4 separate regions of the Mus musculus genome follow, and regions 1, 3 and 4 are each linked to region 2. A link is a contact called in public HiChIP or PLAC-seq and promoter capture Hi-C data. All regions are on one chromosome and are shown on one strand. The core of a region is the stretch at or near the end of the contact, and the rest is flanking DNA. Distances in the headings are between cores, read along the strand shown.

Evidence for each region. HiChIP or PLAC-seq counts read pairs in DNA pulled down with a chosen protein or histone mark. Capture Hi-C pulls out chosen DNA fragments and counts their contacts.
Region 1: a promoter capture Hi-C map of liver shows a contact between it and region 2, with 3 times the contacts expected there. The contact joins the promoter of Zswim4 here to the promoter of Tecr in region 2. A contact is called at or near these places in 1 of 39 promoter capture datasets (erythroid cells), 1 of 484 Hi-C or Micro-C datasets (regulatory T cells), 2 of 115 datasets of contacts at active chromatin or transcription factors (effector CD8 T cells and large pre-B cells) and 1 of 9 other capture datasets (liver).
Region 3: a contact with region 2 is called in an H3K4me3 HiChIP or PLAC-seq map of pro-B cells, with 2.6 times the contacts expected there. The contact joins the promoter of Cc2d1a here to the promoter of Tecr in region 2. A contact is called at or near these places in 4 of 39 promoter capture datasets (the C10 cell line, cranial neural crest, liver and 1 more), 1 of 115 datasets of contacts at active chromatin or transcription factors (pro-B cells) and 1 of 9 other capture datasets (liver).
Region 4: a promoter capture Hi-C map of liver shows a contact between it and region 2. The contact joins the promoter of Rnf150 here to the promoter of Tecr in region 2. A contact is called at or near these places in 8 of 39 promoter capture datasets (the 3T3-L1 cell line, 3T3-L1-derived adipocytes, the HPC-7 cell line and 5 more), 1 of 15 datasets of contacts at CTCF or cohesin (large pre-B cells), 3 of 484 Hi-C or Micro-C datasets (embryonic fibroblasts, olfactory sensory neurons and pro-B cells), 7 of 115 datasets of contacts at active chromatin or transcription factors (the 230-238 cell line, bone marrow-derived macrophages, embryonic forebrain and 3 more) and 2 of 9 other capture datasets (liver and pancreatic islet).

What each region holds. Positions count from the first base shown.
Region 1 is chr8:84,234,742-84,238,794 of GRCm38.p6, reverse strand. Zswim4 (zinc finger SWIM-type containing 4) reads left to right here and starts at 1,753. Exons shown (of 14, transcript NM_172503.3): 1 at 1,753-1,928; 2 at 3,691-3,892. The coding sequence starts at 1,791.
Region 2 is chr8:83,592,156-83,596,101 of GRCm38.p6, reverse strand. Tecr (trans-2,3-enoyl-CoA reductase) reads left to right here and starts at 1,611. Exons shown (of 13, transcript NM_134118.5): 1 at 1,611-1,762. The coding sequence starts at 1,748. All of the region lies in intron 2 of D830024N08Rik (a long non-coding RNA gene), which reads right to left.
Region 3 is chr8:84,146,524-84,150,518 of GRCm38.p6, reverse strand. It overlaps Cc2d1a (coiled-coil and C2 domain containing 1A), which reads left to right and starts at 2,602. Exons shown (of 29, transcript NM_145970.2): 1 at 2,602-2,872. The coding sequence starts at 2,813. It overlaps 4930432K21Rik (RIKEN cDNA 4930432K21 gene), which reads right to left and starts at 2,481. Exons shown (of 9, transcript NM_029045.2): 1 at 2,121-2,481; 2 at 1,634-1,681. The coding sequence starts at 1,661.
Region 4 is chr8:82,862,060-82,866,217 of GRCm38.p6, reverse strand. Rnf150 (ring finger protein 150) reads right to left here and starts at 2,862. Exons shown (of 7, transcript NM_177378.4): 1 at 1,728-2,862. The coding sequence starts at 2,208.

The DNA.
Region 1 (4,053 bases), core at 504-3,003, 640 kb before region 2:
GAATTTATGAAATTCTTAGACAAATGGATGGATCTGGAGAATATCATCCTAAGTGAGGTAACCCAATCACAAAAAAAAAAAAAAAAAAAAAAAAAAAAAAAAAAAACCCACACATGGGCTGGGCATGGTGGTGCACACCTTTAATCCCAGCACTCAGGAGGCAGAGGCAGGCAGATTTCTGAGTTTGAGGCCAGTCTCGTCTACAAATTGAGTTCCAGAACAGCCAGGGCTATACAGAGAAACCCTGTCTCGAAAAACAAAAACAAAAACAAAAACAAAATGGAAATAAAGAAACAAAGAAAACTAAGACATCACTGCTGTTATTGAGACAGGGTCCCGCCGGGGATGTAAGATTCCCTTGGAGTTGGAGTCACAGCGATCATGTGCCATGTAGGTTCCAGGAATCAAACTCAAGTCTTCTGGGATCCATTGACCGGTGCTCTTAACCTCTGAGCCATCTCTCCAGTTCCTCCATTGTGTTCTTCCCCCTACAAAAGAGCCCCACTTGAGCAGCCCTGTTTCAAGGGTTCACAGGCTACTTATGAGTGACTGTTAGTTGCCACGGTGGGGAGGGGTCTGTCCAAAAGCAACCAGTGGGCTAGTCGGCTTCTGTGGACCAGGTTGGGTTTTTCCTGCTTTGAGGATCCTAAACACTAAATGGGATCACAGCTATGTTGGCAGGTTTTAGTCTGAACTGCTACTGTACGCTGGGCGCTGTTCCACGTGCTGACTTGTCTCCCCATGGACGTACACTTGATCCTTGGAGCTCAGAGTTCAGAGAGACATTTAACAACCCCCCTACCCTGGTATCTCAAAGAGCTCTAAAGGATGAGGCAAGAGGATCTCCAATCAGACTAACCAGGGTTACATAATGAGAGAAGGGGGGGGGGGGTTCAGAGGTAGTGCAGGGTGGTGGGCCATCTAATCCTGGACTAGATGAATAAATGATGCTGGAGAGGCCGCGACGGTAGGAAAACGCAAGGTTCTCTTAGGTCATGGGGGTGGGGTGTGGAAAAATGACGAAGATGGTGAGTGGCTTCCGCACTGTGGAAAATATAAGCTGAGTCAGGGGGAAAAAACGATTCGAAGTGGGGGATTTGACATGCATTAAGTCCAATCTAATGAAACTAACACTCTCATGGGTCGAAATGGGCAATTTCATGTTCATTCCACAGACGTAGAAAGGATTGGGGTGTCTTAGCTCGCAGCTCAAGAGGAACTCGTAAAGTTAACAGCCCACAGCGAGCGCATTGCTAGGAAGGACTGTGCTGGCCCGGGTCGGCTCTTAGAGCATCCAAACTGTACCAGTGGCCCAGAGAGGTTATTGAGTTTCTAGGGTCATTACAGCTCAGAGAGAGTCAACCCCGGCCGGGAGGCGGCCGGAAGCGACCCTCCGTAAACAAAGCCGTGTGTAGGCGCAGCCCCAGCCGCCAGGCTAGAGGGCCGGCCCAAAGGGGCGGAGAAGGAATGTTGTGAATGAACGTGAGACCTCCCCGAAACTCCTCACAAGGCCAAGCCGTGGGGTTCCCTCATTTTGATTGGCTCATACCGCCCCGTGATGGACAGCGACTCTTCTTGCGACCTCTTATTGGATGGCACAGAAAAGACGGACGTGGAGATTGTCGAATGAACAGCGGCATCTTGGAGGCGGGTCTTTGAGGACAGCCAATAGAAAGGGAGAAATAGGGCGGTGGGGGCGGGGCCTCGTCTGAGGAGGCAGCGGCTGCTAAGACGGCTTCATTGTTGTGAAGAGTCTTAAAGGGGCCGCGTCGTCCGGCCGGCTCGGCCGGATGGAGCCCCCGGCGGCCAAGCGCAGCCGGGGCTGCCCCGCGGGGGACGAGCCCGGGACCGGGGCCCGTCGCAGTCGCCCCGAGCCGTTGTTGGACCTTAGCGCCAAGCGGGTGGCCGAGAGCTGGGCCTTCGAGCAGGTAAGGCCCCGGCCTGCCCCAGGCCTCACACCTCGCCCCCTCCCCAGCAGCCAGCCCCCCACACCGCCACCCCGGGCCCCGCACCCCGAGCCTCTCTGCCCGCGACCCTCCGGGTCTCTATTCTGACCTCTTTTCTTCCTCAAGAGACACACCAGCCCAGAGACCCACACTGCCCCACTCCTGCCGTAGGGTTTCCCTGTCCCACCCTCCAGGAAGAAGACCCCCGTCTCTGCAGGGCCTATACATGACACCCCTGTATCCCTTTGCTCCAGCCTCCAGAGCCCACCAGTCCTCTCCAGATCCCCGACTGTGGGACAAGAGGCAGGGTCACTGAGGGAAGGGCTCTGTGCCCCTCCTCCCCCCTTCCCCCTCCCTCCAGCTATTCCAGAGCCAAGATTGGGATACAGAGGCAGAGAGGCTCCTGGAACCCCTACTCTGTGACTTGTGGAGTGGTGTCCCGAGAAAAAATTCCCCTCTCTCTGTCTAAGGGTCCCCCAAGAAGATGGGAAGGGTCCGAGGCTCCTCTCAGTCCCATACAGCTGTCTTTCAGTCTGACTTTGAGTGTTCTTGGCCTCACAACTCTTCCTGAGTTAGGATGGATGGGTTTGGACTGACCGTGGACTGAGCAGGCTCTGATTCATGACCGGAAAATCCCTCCTTAGTCATCTGCCAACTGTCAGGAGCCGAATCACTGACTCCCCCTTCTCTCGTAGAAACCTTGGGTAGGGCCTCCGTGCTGTTCACCCTATGTGACATGCACAGAAGAACCGTAAAACTGTCTTCAGGACTCTCACAGATCTGCCTTGGCCCAGCCAGGTGCTAAGAGAACTCTGGGCAGGTTCTGGAGCCCTTGTGGAGTTGTTCTCACTTTGAGGAAACTGGGGCACAGAGACGTTGAGAAACTTGCCCAAGGTCACCCAGCCAGTCACTAGCCAACTCAGATTGGAACACAGCCTCGAATGCTGGCTCCATTCCTTGGAGTCTACAGGGGATGGCAGGTCAGCCCTTCCCTCCTAGAGAAGGGGCTTTTTTTTTTTTCCTCAGGGGAGGAACAGGGGAAGAAATACCCAGGGTGGAACTGATGTTGGGAGTCTGAACAATTTGGTTTAGGGATCCTGAAGAGCTGACTTCATCTCTGATGTAGTAATGCTGACCCCTTCAGGTTCTCAAGCTGTCATGCCAGCTTCCTCAGGCTCGTTCTGAGGCTGTGACACTGACCCAGTGCTATGGTTTCAGCATCTTGTGTCCCTGTGAAGATGCCATCTCCATAAGGGGCTGAGCAGAGGGAAGGCTAGGAACCCACGTCCTCGGTCTTTCTCACACGTGTATCTAACTTCTTCTTGTCCTGCACAAAGCCTGGGCTGAGGAGGGTTTTACCCCAGACCCCTGCGACCTGCCAGTAAGAGCTTCTAGAATGTTAACTATGAGCCAGGCACTGTTGTAAATAAATATGATTGTATTGGAACCTATTTTGTTCCTGGGAGTTTCATTGTATCATCCAAGCTGGTGTTGAACTAGTTGACACAAGTATAGCCTCCCAAGTTGTTGGGACTTCAAGGTGTACCACCATTCGTGGCTCACTTATATATATTTTATCTTCCCAATCTCCATAGGATGGTTGATTGTCACATTGCTATTTTATACTTGAGAAGACAGACTCAGAGAAGTCAGGTGCTGTTTATAAGCAGCAAGATTGTGCTGCTTATAAACAGCAAAGCCAGGATTCAATCCCAGGTTTCTAACCCACCAGCACTCCCCACAGGTGGAGGAAAGGTTCTCCCGGGTGCCGGAACCGGTTCAGAAGCGCATTGTGTTCTGGTCTTTTCCACGAAGTGAGCGGGAGATCTGTATGTACTCATCACTGGGCTACCAGCCCCCAGAAGGTGAGCAGGACACCCGGGTACCATTCACCCGTGGGCTGCACCTGCTACAGAGTGGGGCTGTGGATCGAGTGCTACAAGTAGGTGAGTGAGCCTTCCACCCTGGGGAGGCTTGGAGATGGGGGAGGCTGGAGGAGAGAGGTGGGCCAGGGACTGGGGAACTTCCAAGAACCTGCTCTAAGGCTCAGGTGAGATACCATGGCATTCTCCAGGTACAGCACTGGGAAGGCAGAGGCAGGAGATGG
Region 2 (3,946 bases), core at 362-2,861:
ACATGGCTGAGCAAGTATCTGTGGAGTGAGAAGTCCTTTGGTCATATGCCAAGGAGCAGTATAGCTGGATTATATGGTTTATTTTTTTGGCTTTTTGAGAATTCTCAAACTTATTTCCATAGTGGCTACACCAGTTTGCAATCCTCCCAGCAGTGAACAAGGGGTTACCTTTCCCTACACGCCCTCTAGAATTTGTTAATGGTTGTTTTATTGGTTTTATCCATTCTGACAGAGATGAGATGAAGCCTCAAAGTTTAATTTCTGTTTCTCTAACTCTAAAGAATGATGAATACTTTGAGATATATGTTAGCCATTTGTATTTCTTCTACTGAAAACGTCTGTTCTGATCCACAGCCCCTCCCCCCTTTTTCTGGCAAGAAAGTCTACAATTTTATTGGGCCTGTTATATAATATTATTAAACTAACCCTAAATGCCATGTCTGAACATTTATTCCTGCAGTATATACATATATATATTCAGGCTGCAGACTACAGCAAGCAGAATCTGGCTGCACTAGGCTTTTAACATTTTATATTTACTTATGAGAGTGTGTGTATATGTGTGCTTGCACATGTGCCATGGTGTCTCTGTTCCGGCCTTACATTATGTGGGTCCCTGGGATTGAATTGAGCCCATTAGGTAGGATACCAAATGCCTTCATTTGTAATGTCTTTTTTTTTTTAAGATTTATTTATTCTATATATATGAGTACACACTGTAGTTGTACAGATGGTTGTGAACCTTAATGTGATTGTTGGGAATTGAATTTAGGACCTCTACACCTCTGCTTGCTCTGGCCAACCCCACTTGCTCCGGTCCAAAGATTTATTTATTAAAATAAGTTCACTGTAGCTGTCTTCAAACGCACCAGAAGAGGGCATCAGATCTCATTATGGGTGGTTGTGAGCCACCATGTGGTTGTTGGGATTTGAACTCAGTACCTTTGGAAGAGTAGTTGGTGCTCTTACCCACTGAGCCATCTCACCAGCCCCTGTAATGTCGTCTTTCTCTGCACTGTTCTCTGATGTCCTGTATTTTTAGACTGGCAGCACCTGTCATTTTTTTCCTGTATATTTCAAGGGCTCAGTAGCTACATGTGGCCAGTAGTAACCAAACTGTACACGATAACGCAGGCAGAGACAAAGGTGGTTTTGCTTCTAGGGCCAGCTCAACTGACAGGAGCTGTTTTAGGAGGGGCACCTGTAGAATGCGGTGCAGGTTTTCTTTTCCTTTCTCCATTCGTGATATCTGGAGTCCTTTCAAGGGTCCTGGTGATGGATGATAATCTGAGGTCTCATCTCTTAGATGAGCTTCTCTACATCTACGAATTCACCCCAAGCCTGGCTCTCCGGGCCACGCAGCTCTTTGTTCTCGTTTTGCCGCATTGACCCCTCAGCCTGACGTCGCTGGATTTCCACCGCAACACTGCAATGGGCGGAGCCAGAGGGCGCGCGGCGCCCAGGCTTCCTTTTGATTGGTGGGTGGCCGGGTTTTAATCTTGCTTGCCAAAGTGGGGGGGAGGGGGTCCGCTGCGCTCCTTGGATCGAGAAATCTGATTGGTCAGTTGTGTGGCGCGAGCAGTGGGTGCACCCCACGCTGATTGGCAGGAGGGACGCACGCATAGAGGGGGGCGGAGCCGGAGTCCGGGAGTGCTGCTCCCCGAGTGTGTGTGGAGCTGGGTGGTGTTTGGTGCGGTACGGCGGCCACTCAGTTGCAGCAGAGCAGGTGCCATCCTGTGGAAGAACCATGAAGCACTACGAGGTAAGCAGCGCGGGGCCCTGGGCCATGATTACCGCAGACCGCAAGTGTCCTGCAGGGCCTCGGAACCTTTTTTTATGGTCTGACTCTCCGCCATGGCGCAGGCGCAGTGTAGTCTCATTGCGCATGTGCAGGGGGGTATTTATAAACCTGCCACCCAGGTTGTTTGGGGATGCCTTTTCTTAGGGTCTTGCAGGGCCTAGGAGAAGCTTGCAGCTTCCTTGCAGCATCCTTGATGGCCTGAGTGGCAGGTGTTCAGGAGGAGTGCGGTGCGGAGCACTTGGTTTTGGTACGAACGATTCTCTTGCACAATCCTTGCACGTTGTCAGCGCCTCGGGCTCAGGAGGGGCTCTGCAGCCAGCCTGCCTCTTCCGACCTTCGCACCCACCTCGCCAAGATGCCTGGGCGGCGAGGGAGTTGGTTCCAGGGTCACGCCAGCCCGTGACCGCCAGGGAAGAAATCTGAATGCGCAAGACCATTCTGGAAGCTCATGTCTTCTGACTGTATCTTGGGTCACCTTTCCTCTTAAAACCAAATCTTCTAATGCTCTTCTCGACCTGATGATACTAATTTCGTTGTTGCTGACTTTTAAGTAATCATCATAAAACAGTAACTCACTGCTCACATTCATAGTAAGAATACATTAGTCAGGGCTAACTACCGTATTACTGAGGTTTTGTTATGTCCTCAGACTCATAGTCCTCTGCGGAGGGATTTGTAGTTTGTTACTATGTAGGTGAAAGTCAGAGATGTCCAGTGAGTTGTTGGAAGGTCCCTGCTAGTAATTGCAGAACAGAAAGGAAATGCAGATTTCTTTTCAAAGGCATAGTTTCTAACCACTAGCAGTGCGGTTCCGGGTAAATGAAAGCTGCCAAGCTGAGAGTTGTGTGTATTTCTCCCCTCAGATCTTAAATTTGTGATGAATTTAGTCAACCTCAGCCTAGCCTTAGGTTAGGGTTTTTTTTGTTTTTTTTTTTTTTCCCCTTCCCTGCCTGCTCCCTCAGTTTGTAGTGCTAGGCTTAGAACTCAGGGCTTTTCTCCTGCTAGGCAAGTACTCTAAACTCTCTTTGATCTTGTAAAACTGAAGCTGTACAGCAGTGTACAGTATCTCCCCATTCCCTCCTCCCCCAGCCCCTGGCAACCACCACTTGTCTCTGGAAATTGGCATACTTCAGGAACCTCCAATACATAGGAAATAATCCTATTTTTTTTTATCACAAGTTGAATACTAATATTGCTATTCATCTTCTGTATCATGATTATTGTTGGTAGTTTTCCCAGGGCCTGTGAAATGAATCTTGAAATCCCCAGTCTTTTTTCTTTTTTTTTTTTTAACATGATGCCAGAGGACCAGAGATGGGAGTCTGCAATCCTTACGCCCCATCAACTCTGTGCTTTCAAAAGGAGGTTTGTTCCCTGGGGTGTTTTTCCTTTCCCACCCCCTCTCTTGCTCTGGGGGAAAAGCCATGTTCAGTTTGAGAAGTACAGGCGGATGATGGAGTTTGCAGCCAATCATTTTAATTTGCTAGTAGAAAATCAGGCCAGGTAGGCTTCTGAGACTTGGGGCGGGTGCTTTGTTTCAAGGAGTGTGAACACAGCCTGAGGCTCACAGTTTGGCCTGGAAAACTTGATCTGGTTTATTTCAGAGCCTGATTTCTCCCAGTGCCTCGATGGGCTGATGGTAGTTCCTCCGGCAGAGCAGTTGTATGCACAAGTGTGCACACACGCGGCTCGGAGGCTCTGGGTTCCACAGCAGCACAAAGGCAGGGAAGAACCAAACTGGGGAATAGGGGTGGAGCTCATTTGGTAGAGCACTTTCCTAACCTGGGTCGGATCCCTGGCCCTGAGGAAAACCCGGCAAGCAAGCTGGTACACGCCTGTAGTTCCAGGTCTTGGGACATGGAGGCAGAAGGATGCAAGGTTATCTTCAACTACATAGTGAGTTTGATGCCAACTGGGGCTAGAGATCCTGTCTCAAAAATGCAAACCAAATGAAATAGACAAAAATAAATAAATAAATAAATAAATAAAAACAAAGTTTGAGGGGCCTGGAGAGAACACCACAGGAAGACCAACAGAACCAAGTAACCTGGACCCTTGGGGTCTCCCAGAGACCGAACCACCCACGAAAGAGCAAACAAAGGCTGGACCTGGGCCCTCCACACATACGTAGCAGATGTGCAGCTT
Region 3 (3,995 bases), core at 1,353-3,852, 550 kb before region 2:
TATTAAGAAGTGCTATGGAGGGGTAAGGGGGTGGGGAAAGAAGTGCTATGGAGACGGGTTTGGTGGTGGTATTGTGGTCTCAGCTACTTAGACAGCTAAGGTAGGAGAGTCACCCGAGCCCAAGAAGAATGCAGGGTCAGTCTGAGCAAGAGAGCGTATGGGAGGGAGTACATGTGTACAGGCCAGAACACGATGCCTGGTGTCCTTCTTCAGGAGCCTTCCACCTTGGGGAGTGTGTGTGTGTGTGTGTGTGTGTGTGTGTGTGTGTGTTCACCTGCATGTGTATGCCAGTGCTCTTGCCTGAGCATAGGTGAACATGTGGAGTCAGAGGTCAATATTAGGCATCTTTCTTCATCTGTATCTTCTAAAACAATTTTATTTGTCTTTGAGAGACGATCTCTCACTGAACCTGGAGGTTCCTGTTGTGTTTAGACTAGCTGTCTCCACTTCCCATCTCTAGTGCTGGGGCACAGACATGCACCACCATACCCAGCTTTTATGTGTTAGGAGTCCAAACTTGAGTTCTCTTTTTCACACAGCAAGCACCAAACTCACCCAGCCATCTCCCCAGCCCCGTCCTTGTTTTATGGGGGTCTCTCACTGACCTGGAACTTGCCAAGTAGGCTGTACTTGTTCACCTGCAAGTCATTGGGATTACAAACAAGGGCCAACCATGCCTGGCTTTTTAAACACAGTTCTGGCCACTGGGGTCAAGTCCTCATGCTTATTTGGAAAGCACTTTACTGAGTCACCTCTGCAGCCCCATACTGAGATTCCATTTACAAAGCATCAGAACACCTGGGCTTGGTGCCGCAGGCCTATCATCCCAACACTTGGAAAGCTGAGACAGGAAGATCATAAGCTCAAAGCCAGCCTGGGCTACATGATGTCTTAGTTAGGATTTCTATTGTTGGAATAAAAACTATAAAAACCATAAAACTATGAACAAAAGCAAGTCAAGGGAGAAAGGGTTTATTCCACTTACACTTTTATATCATAGTCCATCACCAGAGAAAGTCAGGAGAGGAACCTCAGGAACTCACAAAGGATATGAAGGAATGCTGTTTACGGGCTTTTGCTCACAGCTAACTGCTTTCTTATGTAATTTAGGACTACCTGCCTCCAGGCAGCACACCCACGAGCTGGACCCACCTACATCAATCATTAATCAAGAAAACACACTACACTCTTGGCTACAGGCAAATCTTTTGGAGGCATTTTCCCAATTGAGAGTCCCTTTTCCCAAATGACTTGGGTCAAACTGACATAAAACTAGTCGGCCCACATGGCAAGAATCCCCTCCTCCATCTCAAAAACATCATAAAAAGTTTAAAAAGGTCACCTTGGGTCTGAGATGTAGTTTCATGGTAGAGTGTTTTATCATGCAGGAAGCTCCATGTTCCATTCCTAGTACCTCAAATAAATATTTTAAAAGCCGATTTGAGGCCAGGTTGTGGTGAATCATACTTTTAATCCCAGCACTCTGGAAGCAGAGGCAGGTTTGTCTCTGAGTTTGAGGCCTGATCTACAGAGTTAGTTCTAGGACAGACAGCCAGGGATATACATAAACTCTGCCTGGAAATAAATTAAAAATAAAAATAAAATAAAAAGCCAATTTGAATAAACCAAATACCTGAGTTCCGCTGTTTCTTCTTATTCATTTTATCTTTCCCTGAGAAATCTGAAAACAACAAACAAACTCTCCAGCTGTTGCCAGCACTGTATGTCCCCATCTGTACCCTGTCTCCCTCCTCCACTGGGCCCATCTGGCAGCCTGATGAGGGGAGTCAGCTGGTCTTCAGCAGGACACTGGGTGGGGCGACAGGTCATAGCCACCTTGGACCATGGCCAGGTAGCCATTCACACCCTTTCCCTGTGTGAAGGAACGATCTCGTCCTCTTCACGGTATCTGCTGGAGTCTCTGGGTTGGAGACAACTACGTTTCTCCCCCACCCACACCCAAAGCTTAATTATCTGGGACATGGGGTACTTGGAAGCTTCAGAGAGGTCTCTGGAGACCCACCAAAGTCACACAAGACTTTAGGAGGGCTACCCCGCGTCAGGAGTGGCTTCCGGCCAATGTCTTCAGACTGTGGGACCCATGGCAAGCCAGAACCAACCTGGGCCACAGCAGTAATGGAAGTTGCTCTGTCCTTAGTCGGGACGAGGTCAACCTGGATCTGATGGGGAATAGGTCGCCTAGGTCACTGGCGTAACGTTCTGAGAAAATACCCACATAGGCAGTCACGGGGACCGCGTGGCAAACTGGCGGTGGGAGACAGGAAGGCCTGAGGCCTGACACTGTGGACTCGGCTCCTGAAGACCTGCGCCACAGACGGGAGAGCAGGAGCATCCACACCCACACCCACACCCGCACCCACTCCACCACAAAGCCTAACAGAACGATGTGCGGCGGTGTGGAGCCACAGACGTCACACTGCCGCGCCCTCACACCTGCAGCTCTCTCTCTTTTTCCCGCCCGTGAGGCCACGCCCCACGCACGCGTAGTACCGACTACACACCTTACGCATGCTCCGCCTTCTCTCTGCCCTACTTTATGCTAGGCGCATGCGCCTCCACGCTCTGACTGCCGGGAATTGTAGTTTAACTAGAGAGCCCACGAATCCAGCCGCCGCGCTCCTGAAGGCCAAGGCGGAAGCTGGGCGGCCCAAACTCGAGAATCCCGGGGGGCCGGGCGCGGAGGAGGGACTCAGGGCTCAGGAACAGCGCGAGCTCTGAGACTCGACTTCGGTGAAGAGGCAAGGCAAGGCAAAGGTGCAGGGGCTGGTAGTCCGGGCTTCGAGCCTGGAAGATGCACAAGAGGAATGGACCCCAGGCACCCCCGGGCCGAGGTGCTGTCACTGCCCGCCAGGTGAGTGTGTGCCCCTCTACCCACCGAGGGGTACCTGCCCACCCTTCCTCAGAGTCTCTCTCCACCCTTCCTCACACTCGCGGGGAGTGCCCCACCCCCAGAAAAGCCTGATCCTCGCCACCAGGTGAACCCTGGTCTCCGCCCCGCCCCCGAGGTGAGGTGTATGGCCTACTGGGTTGGGCCATCCAGCTTCTAGCTTCACACCCCAGATTCAGGGAACACCTGTTGCTGCAGCACTTCCAACCGGGAAGGGAAAGCAATCAGACCGGCTTTTCAGGCCTTTGCATTAACTGGGTCAGGCCACACTCTACACCCATTGTACAGATGAGGACACTAAGGATAAGGGAGGCGCAGAGATCTATCTAGTCAAGGTCACAAGGATGAAGCACCTGGCCAGACAGAAATGTCAGTCCAGAGGTGTACAGGAAAACCTACAAGACTGTGGCCCAGAGCCATACTCCCAGATTCAGGGCCTGTGGGAGTTTGATTTGTCCCATCTTTGAACCAGGGATCCCAGGGCTCTGTGCTCAGGTTCCCCCTGACCTAGGTACATTTGACTGAATGTATTTGTAGTTTGGAGCCTCAGTTTTTCCACCTGTGGAATGGAAGCCTAGAAGAGTCCTTAAAGGGCAGTTATAAAGACTTACTGAGACTATTTATGGAAAAATGCTAGAACAGAGGGAGTGTGGCCGCTGGATTCTTGGGCTCTCTGTGACTAATGGCTTCACTCAATAGGTGAAGCCATGCATAACTGCTAAGATTTGGCCAATTTGGACCTATAGAAAGGGTAATTTCATGTAACTCATCATATTTTGTTGGTCACTAGCCAAAGCAGAAGGGCAGGTCTATAAAAAAGACCCAGTTCTTCAACTTTGCCCCCACTGTTGTCATAGTCATCGTGGCTTTTATTTATTTATTTTTCTCCTTGCCATGCTGGGATGGAACCCAGCTTTGCACATACTAGGGTTAGGGTTAGCACTTTAATGATGAGTGCACCTTCCAGTCCCACACTGGTGCGTTCTCTGCTGCTGGGGAGCCATGTGCATAAAGAACGTTATTGTATGAGGGTGTCTTCCTCAGCCTCCTGGTCTCTCCAAGAAATGGCTTCCTCGTAGAGATTTGG
Region 4 (4,158 bases), core at 1,613-4,112, 730 kb after region 2:
CCTTTGTGTAGAAAATCAAATTATAGTTTTCTTCAAGACTGGTGAGCCATTAATTGATCCAGTGTGTCTGCTGTTCTGAAAGCGGTTTCTTAGACAGGGACAAACGATAACTATTGTGCTGTGCACAGAGAAGCTCAGCTTAAGATTCCACGCTCACACACAGAAAAACATTTATGGAACCCTTAAATTTCACTATGGAACCTTGGTGTTTACAGATCCCAGAATAACTCCTGCATGCCCTGCTTCCCACTCCCTGAATCTATATTTTCCATATTAAATGTTAATTGAAAGATGCCTTACATGACTTGGATACTCTTCCATAGTGCAAATATCCTTGGAGATCAAGTTTAAGCAGGGGCCCTATGACTCAAGGTCAGAGTGCAGGTCTCTCCCTGGGAGAGTGATTGTGCTCAAGGAAATACAGCAAATGTCTCTAACGTGCAGGGTCAGAAGTTTTCTAAGAAGGTAACGGTTTCTCCTCATGAAAACCATGCTGTTTTCTGGCTCATTTTTCATTTTGCCTCCCAACCTGTTTTCCAGAAAGTTAACAAATGCCCTTGACTACAACAGCTGGTGTTGGTTACTCTGGGCAAACTAATTGTATATTTCACGAATAGATGCTATGAACTCTTGAAAGAGAGATCTGTCTCTATAGAAAATATGTCTGCACGTACAGCCAATCTGCATGTTCCATCCCAGTTCTTTGCTTATTAGAAGCTTGGGCTTTAATTGCAACAATTGTTCTGATTGGATGACTCTGCCCAGAACGACACTCCAGTCATTTCTCCCACATCCTGCTTGCAGGAAATGCTGTGAGGGAAAAAAGGACCCACCTCTCAGGTGCCTCTGCATGAGCTTGCGCTCAAAGAAGGCAGTTTCCTATAACCAGTGGCCTGTGCTAATAAATATGAATAACATAGTCTTGTTGCTTCTGTTACTTCTCTCACGAAAACACTGTTTATAGACTGTGTTGAATTGGGGCAATCATGCTTATTTTTAGTCTGGCCCCTGTGGTCACTGACAAAGGTCTTTCTTGAGTGCATCTCGAAACCAGATGCAGGCAGAAGACAACACAGCAGTAGAAAGTAATTCTAACGTTGTGGCTATTCTTGGCTTGTTGGGCATTGCAATGTTTCACCCATGCTCCCCGTCAGTCCATCTCTCTAGATGACAACCTGGCAGAGCTTTGAATATTATTTACTTATGGTCCCAGCAAGGGGAAGGGCTCCTGAGAAGGGCTGAAACCTGACTTGGGAGAGCAGTTTGCCGATGGTCAGCTGCAGACAGGTAAGTTGACCTGCCTCTTGATACACAAACACTTGCACCAGGTATGTATATCTGATACACACAACGAAGCGCAGAGACAAGTTATTAGAACTTCCGGTTCCAAACAGGTGCTGAAACGGGTCACTAACAAGAACAATATCTCAGCCCTGTTTCCCAAATCTCACTTTCCAAATTCTCCTGGGAGAAGACACTCCACAGCTTGAACCCTCTCCCGAACCAGACTCTCCGATACTCCCCCAACATACTGAAACCTCTCATGCTTGTAACCTGTCCCCCAAGCGACGCACAACAAAACTTAATAGGTTCATACATAAGAGACTGGTCTCTGGTGCTGCACGGACTTCTCAGCCAGAGGTGCCCCGGAGGCGGTGCTAGATCTCCCTAGACGCTTCTCGGGCTCCCCTCCCCCACGTCCGCCAGGCACCCCCCGGGTTGCTCACCTGCGTGGGGCATGGTGATGGTCTCGTTTGTGTTGGAGCCCACGTTAAAGATGACCACAGCGGAGGCGTTCTGCAGGAACGCGTTCCGGATCTTATCCCTGTACGTGCAGTTGCCCTTGGGGATGAGGGCTATCCAGTGCTTGCCGTGGGCCGGCGCGGCGAACTTGGTGTTGGGGTCGCAAGCCAGGCGGTCTTGGGCCGAGCTGGCCATGACCACCTCGCCGCGCGCGTCCTGCTTGGGCGAGTGCTCCCCGTATCGCCCGCACTCGCTCTTCTCCGTGTGCAGCTCCGCGCCGCCACCGCTGCCCGCCACCGCGGCCCCGGGCTCGGGCTCCAAATAGGTGATGTTCACGAAGGCGGTGTACCATTCCTCCTTCTCCGCCACGGTGAAGTCCAGGCAGAGCAGATGCACGAAACAAAAGGAAAGCAGCCATGTTGAGAGAGCCAGACTGCGGCACGCTTGGATGAGAGACATTGTCATCTCTCTCCTCCGGGGTCCCCTCCCCGCCCCCTGCGCCCTCCCCCCGCTCCGTCCCTCCTTTCCCTGCCCCGGCCAACCCCGGGCAGCCACTCTGGTTCTCCTGTCGCTGCGACTCACTCCCTGGCCGGCGGAGCTCCGGCTGGGACGCGCAGACGCTGCGGAGACCGGATCCGGGACGAGCGGGAGAAACCCGCCCTGTCCCCTCTCAGCCGAAGCGCGGCGCTGGCATCGGGCTTCCCGGGTGATCGCGGCGCGGTCGCGGAGCGGGCGCCGCGCACTTGCGGGGGAGTCCGGCTGCCAGGCGTCCTGTTCCTTTGCCCCGTGTCGCCTTCTCTCATAGAGGTGGCGGGGTCCTCGGGTTTGGAAGGGGTGGCGGCTCTGCTTGTCGCGGCCGAGCGGGGCGGGGGTGGGGTGCTGGAGATCCTCGGTGCTGGGACTATCGGTCCCGCTGCAGACGCGGAGGTCGCTCCTGTTATGCGTGGGTTCCCATGGGCAGTAGGCGCTGCGCTTCTGGCCAGACTAGGTGGCTACGCCCGGGACACTCACTTGCCGAGGGAGGGGGAGGTACGGGGCAGATGGGATGGGGGAGAGCGTGAGGAGAGGGATACAGCGTTTTGTGTGTGTCTGTATTTGTGTGTGTGTGTGTGTGTGTGTGTGTGTGTGTGTGTGTGTGTGTGTGTGTGTGTGTGTGTGTGATGTGCGCGTGCAAGGAGGAGCTTAGTATGATGTCAAAGCTCCTGGGCTCCCCTTGCAACGCTCACTCTGTCTCTCTTCCTGGGCGTCAGCGACCTCTGCTGGGCCTCAAATTCAGGCTTCGACAGTTGCGGGCAAAAGGTAAAAAGGACCTTCAGGCCTTTGAATTGGGAACAATTAATTGAGGGAGTCTTAAATACAGCAAAGTGTAGGAACCTCTCTGGAACAGCATTTCCGTTTGCTGGAAGATGTGCAGAGAGTTCTCTGGTATTTATCCCAGCACTGATTGGTCATGAGGCCCCTCCCCCCCGCCCCCCCAGACCTGAATATTTAGGACAGTGGCTGTCAGAATTCCAGTTTTAAACCAGGACTGATCAGCATGAATTCAGGAGAATTTCACATTTATTAAGTCAGGGGTGGGGTCCTTGGTGATGCACACTCTGCTGGTCTAAGGACCAGTCTGTGGTGTGGGTAAAAGTGACTTCTTTTCCTCTGCTCTGGAAGCCAGCTCATGGCATGGCGTTAGTTTTCTTAGAAAATGGACCTCTCCTCATACTTTAAGATTGAGACATTTTGCCTCCATTCCCACTCTAATAGCCCTGCCTTAGAGGATTCACAGCGTCAGTAGGTGGTATGTGTGTGTGTGTGTGTGTGTGTGTGTGTGTGTGTGTGTGTTCGTTACCATTTTAAGCTGTGTTTTCCAGTTGTGACAGAGATTAAAAGAAACCAGTGGAGAACAGTTTCCTAGAGTCGTGTTCTAATAGCAGAATTCTTTAACAATTAGATATCTGGTTGGTTGTTACACTTCCTCATTAATGGTTTCTGTAGTTTCAGAAACCAGTAATATAAAATGTCTACTTATTTATACATACACAAATATGGTAGTGCTTAATGATTTACATTATATCTTCCACCTGGTTCTCTTTCCTGTGCCTCTCGAGAAGCACTGAGAAGCCCAGCAGTTTTTGTCACAATATACACATCCTAGGTCTGGACATCACAAAACAGAAGATGGATTCTGGATATATCCTATGTCTAAATATAATCCTCAAAGGACGAAGGACTTGAATGATTATTAGGGGACCAGTTGTTGGTAATAGGAAGGAGTTGTAGGTACAATAGATCAGACAGGTTGGTGTTTGATGTGTTCAGAAGCCATAGTGAGCTCATCAGGGGTGGAGAGAGATGAGCGATGGAAAGAATGAGATGGGATTAATGGTGGGAAGATTCTAAGTGGCCTTGCAGTTTAATCTGGGT